Linked DNA regions of Callithrix jacchus: region 2 is linked to region 1. A link is a contact called in public Hi-C data. All regions are on one chromosome and are shown on one strand. The core of a region is the stretch at or near the end of the contact, and the rest is flanking DNA. Distances in the headings are between cores, read along the strand shown. Region 1 overlaps PIK3CD (phosphatidylinositol-4,5-bisphosphate 3-kinase catalytic subunit delta). Region 2 overlaps CTNNBIP1 (catenin beta interacting protein 1).

Region 1 (2,740 bases), core at 117-2,616:
ACCTCTTTGCCCTGATGCGGGCGGCAGGCCTGCCTGAGCTCAGCTGCTCCAAAGATATCCAGTATCTCAAGGTATGTGCCGGGCAGGAGACTGCTGTCACCAGTGGCCTTCCAAGGCCTGTCCTGGAGCAATGGGAAGCAGCTCAACCCAGGAGGGCCCTGAGTACAACAGGCCCCAAAGGGCACTGAGCTCCAAGTGCCTCATGCCATCCCAGGACCCAGCAGTGGGCGTGGTGGGCGGTGGAGGGGAAGTGGCTGGAGCAGCTGAGCCACCTGGGCATGGTCCCACTCAGTGGCCGATGTGTTGCGGCCTCTCCAGGTCGGCCCACTTGTGCTCGGGCTGCAGGGGCTCTGGGGTTCCCTGACGGCTGCATGAGAGCTGGCTCCCTCTGCCTTCTCAAAGGTATTTTTCCAGGCGAGACATGATGGCTCATACCTATAATCCTAGCACTTTGGGAGGCCAAGGCGGGCGGATCACCTGAGGTCAGGAGTTTGAGACCAGCCTGACCAACATGGCAAAACCCTGTCTCTACTGAAAATAAAAATTAGCCAGGCATGGTGGGGCAAGCCTGTAATCCCAGCTACTCATGAGGATGAGGCAGAAGAATTGCTTGAACACGAGACTGAGGCTGTAGTGAGCCTACGTCGCACCACTGCACTCCAGCTCAGGTGACAGGGCAAGGCTCTGTCTCAAAAAAAAAAAAAAGAAAAAGAAAAGAAATTAGCCAGGTGTGGTGGTAGGCGCCATATCCCAGCTACTCAGGAGGCTGAGGCAGGATAATCACTTCAACCCAGAAGGCAGAGGTTGCAGTGAGCCAAGATCGTGCTGGGCTACTCTCCAGCCTGGGTGACGTAGCAAGACTGTCTCAAAAATACATTTATTTATTTCCTTTCTGTGTCCTCTCCGTGTGAGGAGGCAGGGTGGGGCAGCGAGGCTGCTGGGGCCACATGTGCTTGCCAGGACATTCCCTGTGGCGCCCGATCCCTGCAGAAGGAAGCTGCTCCCATGCTCCTCCCAGAGCCACTTCTACACTGGGGGAGGCGAGGTCACGTGGGACCTGGGAGCTCTGGGCCAAGATGTCTTTGGCATCTTCATTTGGGGGTGGGTTGGGGGACTGTCTCTGGGTGGGATGGGAACAGAGAGCTTTTCCCAAGGTGCCGGGGGCTGTCTACTAACCCCTTGACACTGTGACTCTGAAGTCCCTAGAGGCCTGCATCCCGGAGCAGGATCCGGGACCCTTAATGTGGACACCGCTGTGATGTGTTTGCAGGACTCCCTGGCACTGGGGAAAACAGAGGAGGAGGCACTGAAGCACTTCCGAGTGAAGTTTAACGAGGCCCTCCGCGAGAGCTGGAAAACCAAAGTGAACTGGCTGGCCCACAACGTGTCCAAAGACAACAGGCAGTAGTGCTCCTCCCAGCCCCGGGCCCCAGAGTAGCCGGCCTCGGGCCGTGGGGACCAGGCACCTTGGTTGTCCATGGGCTGAAGAGCCTGAACTGCACCTCGTGGGAAAGAACCTACACAACTGCCTTTTGTTTACACTGGTTATTTATTTATGACTTGACATTTTTAAGGAACTAAACAGCCATAAAGGAAAACGCCTCCTTCGCACAGCGGCAGCGCTGGGCCCCTGGAGGCTGCACCTTGCTCTTGGCTGAGGACTGTCACTCCAAGTCTTCCAGCTGGTGGATCTGGGCCCAGTAAAGACTGTCGTCCTCCGGGGGCAACCTTCTTCCCAGGCCTTCCGCCAGACTGCCTGGGTCCTGGCGGTCACCTGGTGCCTACTGTCCGACAGGACACCCCGATTCTCATCGGCTCATGCAATCCACCTTACGTGTCCTCCTAGATGGAGTTCTGGCAGCTCCCCAAGGCGGCTGGGGTACCCTCCAGATTCAGGGATGCTTGCTCTCCACTTTTCAAGTGGGTCTTGGGTACGAGAATTCCCTCACCTCTCTACTGTAAAGCAATTTTGTTTGCAGGTAAGAAAATAATAGACAACTCACCAAACCTCTATGGCTGGGGAGCTCGGGCCCAGCCCTATAAAGCAGAATATATGCTGGTCCTCAGGGCGTGTGGAAGAGATCTGGCCTCATACAGCTCACCCCAGTCATGCGTGAAGGCGAAAGCAGGTCAGAGGCAAACACTCTGCCATTATCTCAATTTTTTTTTTTTTGAGCCAGAGTCTCTGTCCCTGAGGTTGGAGTGCGGTGGTATGACCTCGGCTCACTGCAGGCTCCACCTCCTGGGCTCAAGGGATTCTGCCTCAGCCTCCTGGGTAGCTGGGATCACAGGTGCGCACCACCATGCCTAGCCAGTTTTTGTATTCTTAGTAGAGACAGGGTTTCACCATGTTGACCAGGCTGACCTCAGGTGATCCGCCTGCCTCAGCCTCCCAAAGTGCTGGGATTACAGGTGTAAACCACCACACCTGGCCCACTCTGCCGCCTCTGAAAGCAGGTTTTAACAAAAGGATGAGGCCAGATCTCTTCTAGAACCACCACCTTTGGGAACCTGCTGTGAGCGTGCTCAGGTAGCAGACGTGTGAGCACGAGGGGCGTGCTGGGATCTGTTTTTCTGGCTGTACTTAGCTTGAAACAGCACAGGCTTCCTTAGGCCTCCAAAGCCTGGAATTGAGCAGCTGTAGAAATGCAGGTTCCAGGGCCTCTCCCAGCCTGCAGAAGCCAACTCTGCAGAGCGGGGGTAGGACTGTGGGCTTTTAGCAGCTCACAGATGATCCTAA
Region 2 (2,740 bases), core at 173-2,672, 150 kb after region 1:
CCAAAGCTCTTTCTGCATTAGTTCACAGGCCAATCTGCTCCGCTGGTCCAGGTGCTCACAGGCAGTGCTGTGTGGTGGCACATACAGCAACTGTGGGCTGATGTGAGTGGAACTGTCCAGCCATTGGACTGAACAGCACTCAATACCCCTCTCTGTGACAGGGCCCACCTCTTACTGGGGTTTGAGGGGTAAGTGTAGAGTTGCACAAGGACTTCTCTGAGGCCATTTGGGCATCTGTTCTCGGTTTTAAACAACAAAACCCATGACACTGGGTGACAGGGTCAAAGCAACCCTCCCTGGAGCCAGAGCCAGATGCTGAGTAAGCAGCTGGCCCTGAACTTCAGCACATTCCTTGCTTTTCTTGGGATTTTTTTCCCCCTTTTCAATGACACAACTTATACAACAAATCCTCCTGGCTGATTTCTCTCTGATTCAATATATAGGTGATTTCTGGTTCAATTTTGTTATTAGGTTACAGGTAATTCTCATGTAAGTGTTGATTAAAGTTAAAAAAGATTAGCTTCCCATCCCATAGACTAGAATTCTCCCTGGGCCTGACGGTAATTTCAGTGCAGAGTCTGTCATTGCCTGGAGCCTCTGGGATAAGCCTCTAAGCTCCACACAGGGAGAGAGGGAACCCAGAAACCCCAGCAGATCATCCACACAGCACCATAAGGTGCAAAGGAGGGGCCCAGCCAGCTGCCCACAGGGAGGAACCGCTGGAGCAGCTCGGCCTCAGAAGGCACAGTCCCTGCATCCATCCAGCAGGCACCTACACTGCAGCAGAGGCGGGCAGGGGACTCATGTGTGACAGTGAACACAGCACAGACCCTGGCCTCAAGGGGCTCCTGATATAAGGTGTTAAGATTGGCATGGAGCTCCAGGGCATGTGCTGACTCTGGAAGGGGTCAGAGGGGGCTTCCTGAAAGAAGTGAAAGAACGGAGGTGGGAAGGCTGTTGGGGGGGATTCCAGGAAGAACTTTCCACACTGAGCTGTACCATGGAGAAAATCATGCCACCACTGCTACAACAGGGCATGCCACTTAGAGGGTCAAGGGAATTGGTGAGCAGAGAGCTGCGTCCCTCATGCCATACTATGAAAGGAGAGGCCGTTTCCTCACAGCCTGGTTTCGGCTGATCTACCCGTGACCACAGATATTTTTACAAGGTTCCCAGTGTACCCTCAGGCCAAGTGACCTATTTTAGGCTCACTGGCAGCAGACCCTGAACCAGCAGCCTCAGCTACCAAAGGGGAAAGCCTGGCTGGCCGCAGCTGGGGAAACCTTCCCTGGAAAGTCTCTTGGAGAAAGTGTGTGATCAGTTGGAGGCTGGAACAGGCCTGGAAGTCCCCGTGCCAGCACACAGCTCCCAGAGGCACGAAGGGCAGCAGCAGAACAGGGCATGGCCCTGGGAGGCCCCCAGGCAGAGAAATAACAAGGAGCTTTGACAAAATGAGTCATGTCTAGGCAGGGTCCCTCTCAGCCCTGTGACACCCCAACAAGGGCCTATTCTGAGGCACCGTGGGAGGATGACGGTTCTGCGGGTGACTGGCCATGGGTTGCCTCTGCAAAGCACCGTCAGGGGCCTGGAACTGTACTTGCTGGCCACCACCCCAGTGCAGCGCTGAGGCAGTAAGAGACCCAGAGCTCTCAGGGAACCAGCACATTAGAAGGCACTCACAGATGGAGGGCCCAGGGTAAAAAGGCAGCAGAAAGTGCTCCCCATTTCTTTTGCCCCCTTCTGATATAGCTAACTGCCCAAATCATACCTGTTCCTCAAGTAAACACTGTCCTGCTTAAAAAAGCATGTGGCTGGCCTGGGCACGGTGGCTCACACCTGTAAGCCCAGCACTTTGGGAGGCCGAGGCAGACAGATCACTTGAGGTCAGGAGTTTGAGACCAGTGTGGCCAACATGGTGAAACCCCATCTCTACTAAAAATACAAAAATTAGCTGTGCATGGTGGCAAGCGCCTGTAATCCCAGCTACTTGGGAGGATGAGGCAGGAGAACTGCCTGAATCTGGGAGACGGAGGTTGCAGTGAGCCAAGATCACGCCACTGCACTCCATCCAGCCTGGGCAATAGAGCAAGACTCTGTCTCAAAAAACATTAAAAATAAATAAATGTTTTATTGGAAATTATTTAAGAGCACAGTAAAATTATCATAAGCTAAAAATGGACATTAAAATGCTATGGTCTCAGCCTGTGCTACAGATGTATGCATGTTTATAAAAGGATGATAGGAAACTTAACAAAGGCTAAGAGTGATTACAGCCACACAGTATGGGTCAATCCTTTAAACTTTTCGGCTCTCTCTTTCACCTATGCACAATTCTATAACTGGGAAAAACAATCACTACAGGTTAGAGGGAGCAGCACTGGCCATGAGAGGCCTGGACTCAGCACTGCACAGGGCCTGCTTCAGGAGACTCTGACCCTCCCCATTCCTGCAGCTGCCCCTTCCCAGCAGTGTGACCTTCCTGAGAAGAACTAACTTCCTCTGGTTCAAAGCCAAGTCCTCCTGGCTGCTAGGTCTGCTTAGCCCCCCTTGGGGACCAGAACCCAGCTCATTCATTTGTCCAAGCATGACTAGGGGCTTAGTGGATCCCACCTCTGCAAATAAGAAGACAGAAGCCACAGTTTCAAGCTCAAGGAGCTCAGAGTCTGGTCAATAGATGGATTAGGAGACAGCATGGGAGTAGCACAGCCGAGGTGCACACACATGTGACAGGACGGCCTGG

Evidence for each region. A called contact is a pair of places that touch in the nucleus more often than the background predicts.
Region 2: a contact with region 1 is called in a Hi-C map of induced pluripotent stem cells, with 2.4 times the contacts expected there. The contact joins two enhancer-like sites. A contact is called at or near these places in 2 of 3 Hi-C or Micro-C datasets (induced pluripotent stem cells and skeletal muscle).

The regions. Positions count from the first base shown.
Region 1 is chr7:47,580,360-47,583,099 of calJac240_pri, forward strand. It overlaps PIK3CD (phosphatidylinositol-4,5-bisphosphate 3-kinase catalytic subunit delta), which reads left to right. Exons shown (of 23, transcript XM_078330324.1): 22 at 1-71; 23 at 1,271-2,740. The coding sequence ends at 1,408. Among named protein-coding and RNA genes, the nearest start is that of PIK3CD, 70 kb to the left of the region's middle. Within about 2 kb of position 1,367, at least 5 of the 16 cell types and tissues checked have an H3K27ac peak or open chromatin away from gene starts, as enhancers often do.
Region 2 is chr7:47,731,944-47,734,683 of calJac240_pri, forward strand. The region is part of intron 4 of CTNNBIP1 (catenin beta interacting protein 1); the gene reads right to left. Among named protein-coding and RNA genes, the nearest start is that of CTNNBIP1, 44 kb to the right of the region's middle. Within about 2 kb of position 1,423, at least 2 of the 16 cell types and tissues checked have an H3K27ac peak or open chromatin away from gene starts, as enhancers often do.